2 separate regions of the Bombyx mori genome follow, and region 1 is linked to region 2. Evidence: chromatin contacts called from public Hi-C data. All regions are on one chromosome and are shown on one strand. Each heading gives the region's core, a stretch centred on a gene start, on an enhancer-like site or on the middle of the called end of the contact. The rest is flanking DNA. Distances are from core to core; before and after follow the strand shown. Region 1 holds the start of LOC101745629 (homeotic protein spalt-major). Region 2 has its middle 26 kb from the start of LOC101743261.

Region 1 (6,289 bases), core at 3,468-5,967, 270 kb after region 2:
TGTATTTAAATCGAATGTGACTTATATTACGGCTGCTATTTCTGTTTAACGGCCGCGCTGATGGATCTGAAATAACACCTCACGATACAGACTGAACGAGGGACGCGCATTCAATTCATAAGGGATTAGGTGTCATCATAAACAGGAATTATTTAGTCAACTGAGGTTAAGAACAACAACATAACGATTGGCTAATTGTTTTAACTAAAAACGACGTTAATGCTGCTTCTCTACTTTTTAAACATTTAAAATTAATTTTGAGAGAAAAATATTTGATATCACGGTGTGTTAGACCGGGCTGAATGCAACTGGTTCCCGTAGCCTATTGACCAGAGAGACAGCCAGTCTATCGGTTGGAACTATTTTGAAACCTAGTTTGAGAATAAATATTTTTATACTGACGAGGTACACCAGAGTTTGAAGGATAAAAAATTACGAATTTGCAAATAGCAATTTGTAAAATTGATATTGAATTTTCAAAACTACTAACTGTCAAATTTTGTGTGAAATAAAAATTACTTATTAAAGTTAGCTAGGTTTAATATCTTCGGATTCCATTTTAATATAAGTAAACGTAAAATAATAATTACAATAAATACACTGCAAAACATTGACGTGTCCACTCGCGTATAAATAACTATAATCTATTCCTTAATAAAGCATTAACAAGACAATAAACAAAAAACACATTTACAAAAATTCAAACTAATTAACAATCAATATCCGCGTTATTAGATTCTCGATCGTTTTTTTTTTCTTTTTTTTTCTCTAATAAAAAAGTTCCAATAAACAAGGAATGACACTATAGAAACGTATCCGCCGATTGTGCTTAGTCGATGGCCCCACTGCATGACTTGCAGACTTCCAAATTGCTTCCCATCACACTAATATAGGACTCAGCGGGCACGGGAGCTAACATACGTTATATTTAATTTAGAACACAATGCGTAACAGTGTGATGCGCTTCATAAAAAGTTTAACTATCAGATTTTTTTTTAATATAGGCATGAACGTCGAATGAAACATCGTGTCGTATAGCCAAATCGTATCGTCATTGACTAAACAGAATTCCTATTTAAAAAAGTTCATCATTATTTATTATGAAATAATAGGACTGGTGTAAAATATAAAACTGTCTAGAACGATTACTTTATTTTTTTGAGTCGCAAATTATTTTGAAAATAAATGTTTATTTTAATGCAAATAAATAACATATTACCTGAATGATTTAACAAAATTGGGCGAAACATTTCGTGTTATTAGTATATATAGGTGCTATTAAAATTTTTGGCAGCAATTCTACTAACAATTTATGCTTATTTAGTGTGTTTTAATAAATTAAATAACAAACCAAGAGCAGCTTTATAACATTTTCTCTATTTTTAATGTTCACATTAATACAGAACATGGGTATGGGCAGTTTTATCTTTAGTTCATATATAAAAAAAAAGGATTTCTAGGATTATGTTACAGGAAATCGTATTAATCGATACACAATTTGACTTGATTTATTGGACCAGATTCGGTTCGCTCTGATTTAGAGAGGTCTAGTTTTATTTATGTATTTCTCAATCTAGACTAGGAGTTCAACTGTTATTGCACCTCTAGTGAGTCCGCACGGGTAGGTACCACCGCCCTGTCTATTTCTGCCGTGAAGCAGTAATGCGTTTCGGTTTGATGGGTGGGGCAGCCGCTGTAACTACTGAGACCTTAGAACTTATATCTCAAAGTAGATGGCGTATTTACGTTGTAGATGTCTATGGGCTCCAGTACTAGAGCTCACGCTCGTCCACCCATTTAAGCAATAAAAAAAATAAAAATAAAAATATTGATGATCACTACGTGAATATCGCTAGCTGCCAGTGTTGTATTCTATAAAGGTCGATATGCATGTGTCAAATCTTAAGCATTCGTGGAGTCGTATCGTAATGTTTCGCCTATTCTAACTCGTAGGGCCCGAGAAATGAAAACAGTTCGATTTGTATTGATCTACCTATGTAGTTACGGATGTTAGTGGCTAAAGATTCGTTACACGGCTACTACGTTTTATCTGTCCGAATGATTTATGTTAAATGTCAAAACAGGTCTGTTGTGTATTTCAAATTAGTATGTTTTTTGTTATATACGTACGTACAGTCATAAACAGAAATGTTTTGTTGCGACCTAGTTTTTTTTTTTCTAAGCACACCCTTTTAATATTTTTGTCTACGATTACAACATTATAATTCTAACAATAACTTGGTAGTTCAACGCGAGTGGCGGCATAGTGATTATAAACACCATTTGGAATAGGTCTATCCATTTAGTGAATAAATAAAGCGCTGTATTAGGACTGTCATTATATTTGCCTCGTCTCAATTCTTAAGATCGAGATATTGACACGAAAAACAATTAATTATTTAAAATCAAAATGAAAAGTTTATGGAAAGCAGATTCAATATCTTTGGGGAATCGATTAATACAATTTCGTGCAACACAATTCTGAACATCGAGGGGTGAAAGGCCTCTATATATTTGGTTTAAGGGAATTTTTGCAACTTTACAGGAGATACATTTAAAGTTTGAAATTTGGAAGAGACATCATAACAAAATAACTTCTTCAGCTATTTATTTGAGTAAAGTAAATTTAATTGATTCTATTGGTGGTAGGACCTCTTATGAGCCCGCACGGGTAGGTACCACCACCCTGCCTATTTCTGCCGTGAAGCAGTAATGCTTTTCGGTTTGAAAGGTGTGGCAGCCGTTGTAACTATACTGAGACTTATAACTTAAGTTGTAACTTATATCTCAAGGTGGGTGGCGCATTTACGTTGTAGATGTCTATGGGCTCCAATATTCACTAAACACCAGGTGAGCTCGTCCACCCATCTAAGCAATAAAAAAAAAGTTGAAAGTAGAAGTTAAATTAAAAACATCGAACTGTTGATGTTAATACCAAATAAAACTCATCTTTAATTACAAAGACTAATGTTGCGTATTAAGCGAACTGTCGCTTAAATAAAATAGCTTTTTACCCCTTGATATGATCTTACACTCAATAATATCGAAGTATGTATTAGTTCATTGACCTACCTGTGTTTAATAAAATGAAAATCTTAACTTTCCTTACGTAGATAAGTCACGGACTTACTGACGATGCTCCTACAATATTATTTTTATGCTTTGCCCATTTCTCGTAGTATATTTGTTCAATCACACTATTATCTTTAAGTACTCTTGTGTATAATATGTGTTAAAAAGCCTCATTATTCTAATCAACATTAACACACAAGTTCTGTTAAGATTAATTTTGTTAAAAAACTTTAAGAAACTAAAACTACAACAAATAAGAAAATGCATTAAACATTCAAAAAATATCAAAACGAGACTTACCTAAAGATAGTGTTCACACATCGAGTTCTACCATTGTCATTGACGATGCCCATAGGCAACGGTGATTAGGTTGGCCGCAATCTGATTATTATCTAGGTTACTTAAAATTATGAAATTATTAGGAAAATTATCAAATCAAATGATGTCACGTTTATAAATATTTCTTAATGGTTCGACCTGTTGCTTCAAATCAAAATTAGATAGTGTTTATTGATTTAATTAATTAATTAACAAAAATAAATCGTTTTTCTTAATTAGTAGATACATACCTATCTACTTTAATCAAGAAGTATCCTAGTTTTATTAACTATGTTATTAATTTTAAAAAAAATCATTAAAACTTAATTATTGTAAAAGAGATTTCAGTAGATACTAGGTACGTACAGACAAATCAGGTGAAAATTTATCAAAACAACTCACTCGTCAAAAATTATGTTTACGTGAATTTTATGAACATTACGTAATCAACCTTGAACCTTTAATACCATTTCGAATTAAATCGTTGGAATGGCGTACATACTAATAAATATTTAATTCTTAAAGTAAGTTTCTACATTACTAAAACTATTTGATATAAATTTATTTAAAAACGAATTAAATAGAAATTGTGCCTGATTGTACTTCACCAATAATTATTTCGTTTACCTCCCTGCATGTAGGTAGGTACATTAGGCCTGTCTGTATGCCTTGTCAGACATTAACTGGTTACTTACATATATAGATTTATTTTCAGTCTTATTTCTAATTTTTTTTTTCAATTCATTAATATTCTATCTATCTAATACTGATTGTCTAATATTTAACATAACATAAAATGAAGCACTTAATGTTGGTAAATATTACTTATAATTCTTTAGAATACGTAATCGCATAAATTTTCTTTAGTTTTGTCGTTATGTGAATTTACTAAAACTTAATTGAATATTAAATTAATTAATTGATATTAAGAATGAACTAGATCGAAAATAGATCGAACATAATAATAAACTAAATTAACATAAATCGTAGCATCTTATACATTTATGATGAACAGACAACATTATGTTATGAGATGGAAGTAGAAGTGGTGCATGTGGGAGGCTTCGCGGGGCGAGCGTCGTCCGCCATCTAGCGGGCGTCAACGCCGCCCACCGGCCGGCTCTCGGCGGACTCGCAAGTCGGTCACATGTCGCTTATGAATATGAGGCGTTATGATTATTAAAATATGCTCCGCCCCGAATATGGATTATGGAGGAGGGGGTCCGTATAGCGCGTGCGAATGGTAGAAGTTTGATTTATGAGCCGGGCGCAGCTCCGCCTCCCTGTCATAACCGTGTACCTGGTGCGCGCGCGCGCTCACCGCCCGCCGCCCGCCGCCGCCTCAAGCTCAGTCCCGCTTCAGATGGCGAATGGTGTGCCCGGCCGCACGCCGACACCGCCGCACGCATCGTACTTCGACCGAGCCGAGTAGAGGGCTCCGCGCGCGAGTGTTCCCTGCTCCTGCCATGCACCCGCGCTGAGGCCACAACATGCCGCGCGTTAAGCCAGCCTGCGTCCGCCGCGTCTCCATCGGTACTTACAACCTCCTCACTACCGAACATCCACCACGACACATCTACTCATCACACACACACTCGTTGGAGTGAGGACCAGTGAATAAGAATATTATGCGGAATATTTATTACGGTGTAATTCGGCTTTTTATTTGGTATTTAAAAATGTTTCAATTAGCCACTTTGAATTTCGTTGTTCATCGGAAAGTGAGCAATAAAATTTCTCACCGGCGCGGTGAGTACAGTGCAGTGAATTTAAAATTCTTTAACACAACAAATTTTAAAGTTTTACCAGTTTATCCAGGTACCGTAAAAAATAATGTATTTACGTAATTTTTTTGATTACAAACTAAATTGAAAATCGGGACATACAGTATATCGACCATTTATTAAAATAAGGAGAACTGATATGCCTACAATTTTCATTTTGCTATAGAACAAAACTAAGATGATTCAGTAAAATGATTGAATTTACTTTTATTCTTAACAATCTTCAGTGTATTTTCTTGCCTACTTTAAAGTGTACAATTTTCGAAATAGTACTTACATTTTGCGCAAACATTTTAAAAGTTTCAGTAAATTAATACTTATAACAGGCAATTCGAACAAAGAAACAAGCTGTAAATATACGAATAAGCTTTGAATGTTTGATATATTTTCATGATGACCAAGAATTATCTGGAGAAATACACAAATATTTCATATTGTTCTCTTCAAAATTTCAAAACATATAACTTTGATTTAGTTGAAATTTTTTTACACCTTAAGAATTAAAAAGGAAAACGTCTTCCCCTCGCCCTTCTGTGGAACAAAACTTACCTACCTCAATTTTCACTAAGCAGTTGACACGGAGCGACGGCCCAATCCTTTTGACTTGTATCTTTTATTTCCTTTTATTTATTTATTTAAAAGCTCCTTAATTATTTCTATGTAAATATTTTATTTAAATCAGTTTTGCAAATTAGTGACTAAGATATTTTTAGTCTAATTTAAATTGACACATACTCATATCAGTATCTGGGAACGTTTCAAATATTTTTATTTAGTTCCACATACATATTAATATTATACTGATTATGTACTTGATCTATTTTTAAACTGAGAGAATAATGTTTGTTTCAACTTCCTGTTCCGGTTCCGATTATTAATCACGAATTTTAGATATTTTTATTTTGTTTCAATTAACCGATCTATAACGGGTATAGTCAATTGAAAAGTATTTTGTTAGCGTTGAAAGTTATCATCGCTCATTAACGTTTTCAATTTATGACTTTAAAACTGGATTAATAGAATTTAAATATGTTATTTATTCGTCGATATTATTTCCTAATATGAAATTGGAATGCCTTCATTAAAGTCGAATAAAGAGCTGTCAAATTTTATTA
Region 2 (6,076 bases), core at 1,733-4,232:
TCGCTCGATACGAATGCACCGGATGTCTAATCCTTTATGCTACAATGACTTCTCGTTATTATTAGCGTGTTCAAAAGACCTCCGTTTTTTATGATTATCGCAATCATCACTGTCCAAACAATAGCACGCGATACTTAGACTATTTGACGTTACATATTTAGTGATCTACGAGGTTAATGAACTTTCTCGAATTGGATTCATTAAACTGTTACCATAACGCAGAAAACAAAATAGTAACAAACATGTAAACGAATAATAACAAGTATGCTTTTGTTATTTGTTTTGATTTTCTTTTTTTGTGTGTGTTTTTTGTTACTCTTTGTTATTACTAAGAACAGTAACGAAATGGTGTGTACATAATTACAAACAGTTTTTTTTTTCAGTTACAACATTTGATGGAAATAATTCTTGAGGTAATTAATTCTTATCTATATATTAATACGTGAAGCAAAAACTTTGTATCCCTTTTTACGAAAATTGCGCGGACGGAGGAGTATGAAATTTTCCACACTTATAGAGAATATAGCGAAGGAGTGCCAAATGGTAATTTTTTTTAAATTATGCACTTACAATCCATTAAACCAACAAAAAAAAACGTTACACACACACTACCATGTATTTGACATACACGCATATGAATACTCTATGTTTATTCTCAAACTTTTGTTGCTCTGTTAGTCTGTGATCTAATTGAGAATAGGTTAATATTTGTTTATTTGTCTACAGTGTAGTCTGGGCGAAATCTGTGATTATAGAAGTATAATAAGTCTTTGATAATAGAACCATAATAACGTTCAAACTTATAATTTCAATTAATTATAGTCGAATTTCGACTACTGCGGGACCACTGGGAGTATTTAACTAATACTGTTACACCAACGAACAGAATTGACGTCCACAACGCATTTAGAAAGACTTAACTCCATACATAGCTCCACAAATTACAATTTACAATACGAACAATTAAGCATTCCTAAGTATTGGATGAAATTAATCGAAGTTCGGATTACGGGGCACAGGGGCTTTAATCTGCTCAGACGGTATCAGGGCGCGGACTTGTTATCTGTTTAATGTCTGGTAAACAAGAGGATCAAGGGATAAGGAACGACCTTTCATACGGTACTGGCCCTCCGGCGTCTGGATTAGTGCGCTTTCCGTTGACGAAGATTGGCGCTCACGTACTACATTTCACCCAGCTGTCCATGATGCGGACATTTCTTTTATTTGTATACTTAGCCCTATATGGTCCCTTTGCGATTTGTTCTCGCAAGTAAATCATGAATGCAAGAATGTTGTCGTGGCCTAAAGGATAAGACGTCCGGTGCATTCGTGTTGAGCGATGCACCGGTGTTCGAATCCCGCAGGCGGGTACCTATTTGTCTACTGAAATACGTGCTCAACAAATGTTCACGATTGACTTCCACGGCGAAGGAATAGCATCGTGAAATAAAAATCAAACCCGCAAAATTAATTTGCGTAATTACCGGTAGTAGGATCTCTTGTGAGTCCGCATCGGTAGGTACCACCACCCTGCCAATTTCTAGCGTGAAGCAGTAATGCGTTTCGGTTTGAAGGGTGGGGCAGCTATTGTAACTATACTTGAGACCTTAGAACTTATATCTCAAGGTGGGTGGCGCGTTTACGTTGTAGATGTCTACGGACTCCAGTAACAATTAACACCAGGTGAAATAATTCCCCGTCCTCCATAATTTGTTCTCTTCATAATTGTTATAAAGCATTAAATGTTTGTAGAAATCGAAGGCCGTCGTAATTGAAACGATTAGCACGCGAGGATTCAACAAAGCTTTGCGCGGGATGGTACCTTAACTGTTAGAGTATCCGTAACTGTCCACCAAATGAGGCCCCGCGTTCAGCATCTCAATCGGCACCGGCTTAAGACGCCATGCAAATTCAATTTCGTGCCCAAGCAATCGTACACGTAAGGCCAACCGAACATATTATTGCTGGATTTATCTTTATTGCAGTCGTAGAACACTCGAACTAACTTCGACTGTCGAACTTACGCCATTAGTGAAGACACCAAGATACAGGATTGTTTTGGTAGAGACCGAGTTGTAAGTCTTATTGCTCTTAGGACTGACATACTATTTGAATTGTTTAATCTAAGGTGCAAGTTTGGGTTAATTTACCATAGTAAAATGTCGATCCAAATACACACGAATCACATGTAAGTAGAACCCTTAATTTGAATTTTAAATTATTTATATTGTATTTAAAAAAATAAAGTAAAAATTAACTTAATATTAGGTATGGTTAGAGGAGCATGAAACTTTTCGTATTACTAGTGGTCCCGCAGTAGTCGAAATTCGACTTTAATCAATTGAAATGTTATGTTTAAAAATTATTATGGTTCTATTGTCAAATACTATTATACTTATATAATATAATCACATATTTCGCCAAAACTAAACTATACATAAATAATAATAAAGACAAACAATATTCACCTATTCTCAATTTGACCACAGACTTTAAACACTTGCAAAAGTTTGACAATTGACAATAAACAAAGAGTATATTTATATATATGTGTTGTGTCAAATATATGGTAGTGTGTGTACTGTTTTCTTTATTGATTTAATGTATCTTTTATACATTATTTAAAAATAAATAAAAATATTAGCATTGTGTACTTCTTCTCTATAATATTCTCTATAAGTGTGGAAAATTTCGTACTCCTCCGTCCGCGCAATTTTCGTAAAAAGGGATACAAATTTCACGTATTAATATATAGATTATTTATATTTTATATTTAAAAAAAATATAAGTAAAAATAAACTTACTATTGGGTACGCTTAGAGGAGCTTGAAACTTTTCGTATTATTACTTATCGCACAAAAGCTTGGATGTTTATAGTGACATTGTCAACACAGAATTCAATTTAGTATAGAACGGGCTCACAAAAAGCACATGAAGCAGTTCGTCGAGTGCTTGTCTGTTATGACATAATACGCGCAATCCCGGACCGTAATGCCGGTAACAGATAAAAAGACATCGCTGCCGGCTCTCCACAAAAGCAGACGTCACGGGTTAATCCACCCGTAAAATGTCCCAAATCGTCACAAAAAGCGGCGGACAAAAGTGTTGTTGTATAAACGTAAAATGAAATTTAATAAACATCGAACAATGGACCGGGTTGTAGTAGATATTTTGCGAAGATTCAGATAGCGAATGCGAGATAAGCTGGCAAAAGGTTCGCAAGCACTGCGTATATGTTTGATGTCGCCTCTCGTCGCCGAAGCGTGAACGGTTTAAGAGCAAAATTGCATGAGCATTGAGCGCTAGTGGCATCTGTTAACTGTGCACTCCGCACAAAAAGATACTTTTAATTTTGCAGATGGAATGTCATTGAACGATATTTTAATAGGAAAAAAAAAGACATAAGAGACAGTGCAGGGTGAAATGTGTTCTGTATTTGAATGGCGTCCAATTTTACGAATGACGCCGTAAAATCCACTATTAATCTGCTATAGCAACTCCAAACCAAATGAAAAAAAAAATGGAATAGTGTACTGATAGATGAAGTCACTGTACGTATGTATAGTATATAAGGCCAAAATAAAAAAAATACAAGAAAAAGAAAATCGTGTTCATTCAATTATCTTATTCTTATGTTTAGTAAAGCAAATTTCATTTCTGAATAATGAATTTCATTTAATCGCGCAATCGTTTCAGAAGTGTATTAGGAGATAAGTATCAAACGTTTCTATTTAACTTCTCTCCCGAGCGGAAATTCCCGGAGCGCCATATTGAAATGTTTATAATTAAATTACATAAAGACGAAGAAAATTAATTTCAGAGTGCGAAGTGGCGAGCGCCTCGGTCCCTGTGCCTCACGAGCACAAAAGCGGAAGCTCGCCTCAAAGGAGGCGCTGCCGTCGCTCAACAGATTTAATTTTCTAGATGTTTTTGGAAATTGCCGGGGAGTTGAATAATCGCGTTATAACTTAGCGGTATTAAATTTTACACGTTAAAGTGTTAATATTTCATTTTCAAGTTTAATTTAATTAATTCCAAAGTTAAGAGCTTCGGAACGGTATTGTTGAGTGAACATTCGACGATTTATCTCGGGATTTTCCATTGAAATATTTCTTTGCATTGTATTAGTTTAAATTGAAACCCATAAAATTCTGTTGTTTCTAAGTAATTTTGTTCTCACAGCCTTATGCCTCTGAGTACTTTTATAATATTTTTTTAAATTTCTAATTATGAATACTAGAATAAAATACGATTAATTTAAAACCAATGTTACTTAGAATTTGAGTTTAGTCTTTAATTATCTCAAGACCTATCGAATGGTTATATTCTCGTTTGAATCCGCTATCGAGGAGAGGTAGCTGAGTGGAGCTTCTCGCGACGAAACAAATTGATGTACCCAAATAATTATTAATGCCTCACGAAATTTAATTGGAAAAGTTGAATTTGTATCGTGCTCACGGCGTAGGTGAGCGATTTGAGCCGCGGGGCGGGCGCTGCGACTGTTTACGAGATAATTAATCTCAAAGTATTTACTGCTTTAATCGAGGCACTCCCGCTCGATGGGGAGCGAATAACTCTCGTATGTAATAACATTCTACGGCACAATGTACAAATCGTAAATTGAACAAATATGTATGTACTTGTGTATTACACTCATCTATTCTGTTAAATTTAATGTTACGTTTGAAAATAAATGTACCAAAAGTGATAATCAACAGCAAGCATAATCACACGATATTGTTATAAATTGCTAACAGTGTTTTAACGCAGCTACAAATCACTCAAGCATCACAAAACTTAATGTTGTTAAGAAAACTTTTAAACTTGTTCTTTCTATTCGACAAAAGATGTCGCTACTTATATAATCTCGAAGTTGAAACCATCAATAGTTCCAACTTTTACCACGCTAACAGCGCCACAATGCACGGAAAAATTGAAAATTGTATCTGCCAAAACTACGTTCGTGGATAAAAAGCCTGTTACGAGATTATAGTATTTGTATTAATTTATCTTACACAGTTTACAAGGTGAATGTTAATTTAGAAGTTTAGCTCCCAGTCGATCGCGATTGTCGTAGCGTAGCTGGTTTTGTTTGGCATAGCACAGCGCATGGGTCGTTTAAGCTAATTAACAATAGATCGAATCCGACTGCAGCAACAATGAAAAACGAAGAATAAATGTCAATTTCACAAACGACGAGGAGGGTTCGGCTTTAAATCGAATTCCGTATAATAATAGTAGCGCGCTCGAGTTGAATGCACTCGTGATAGTGAACGATATTTTATTGACTATTGATTGATTGAATTATGGATTTTTTTTTTCGTTTCATATTGTGGACGCGAATGTGCGTTTAATTAATTACTTAGTTATCGTACAGAAGGTCATTGAACTTATGAATATGAAAATTTGTATACAATAATAGCCTACATTGAAGGTGTCAGTTTTTGTAGGGCTGTCTAGACTAGCACCACGTGTCGTACAAGGTGACAAAGAGATTCACCGGATAATGGGCAGCAGCATACTCTGAGTATTATACCTTTTTTATTTTTTTTCCTGCCTAAGCTGATGGTTTTGAGAGACAATTGTAGCGTAGCCTTAACAAGTAGGTGAGCTCACGGGGCTCAAACTTGACGACGTTGCTAACACTAACCTACTACCTAACTAACACAGCAAGAGTAAGAGCAGTGCTTCACAGAACGTACCACCGGATCGGAAACGCGACCCACTGAGAAGATCCGGTGAGAAACTCAGTGGGCTTGATATATCGGTGTATTGCGGTCATTAAGCTGCGCTTACATATCCAAGGCCATACTGAAAGCTCGCAAGGATACTATCACAGTTGTTCCTAGTTCTATCGTGAAGCAGTCATGCGTTCGTGAAGAATGGTATCGTCGTTGTACAATGAATTTGAGACTTCGAGCTACTGTCTCAATGCTCTTAAGCTTTGGTTACCTTTTCACACTTGTTGGGCCATGAGGTACTTACTCGTTGAAGATTTTATTCAACTTTGGATCTTCATTTCACTAGAATAGAATGCACATTCTTTTGACTCACGCTTAGCTGCAATACATAAAAT

What was found. Hi-C and Micro-C count contacts between places; a contact is called where the count stands out from the background.
Region 1: a Hi-C map of middle silk gland shows a contact between it and region 2, with 1.8 times the contacts expected there. The contact joins the promoter of LOC101745629 here to the enhancer-like site in region 2. A contact is called at or near these places in 2 of 7 Hi-C or Micro-C datasets (middle silk gland and whole pupa).

Annotation. Positions count from the first base shown.
Region 1 is chr4:10,397,111-10,403,399 of ASM3026992v2, forward strand. LOC101745629 (homeotic protein spalt-major) reads left to right here and starts at 4,718. Exons shown (of 7, transcript XM_062668234.1): 1 at 4,718-4,923. The coding sequence starts at 4,881.
Region 2 is chr4:10,129,154-10,135,229 of ASM3026992v2, forward strand. No RefSeq gene overlaps it. Among protein-coding and RNA genes, the nearest start is that of LOC101743261, 26 kb to the right of the region's middle. Within about 2 kb of position 2,983, at least 1 of the 8 cell types and tissues checked has open chromatin away from gene starts, as enhancers often do.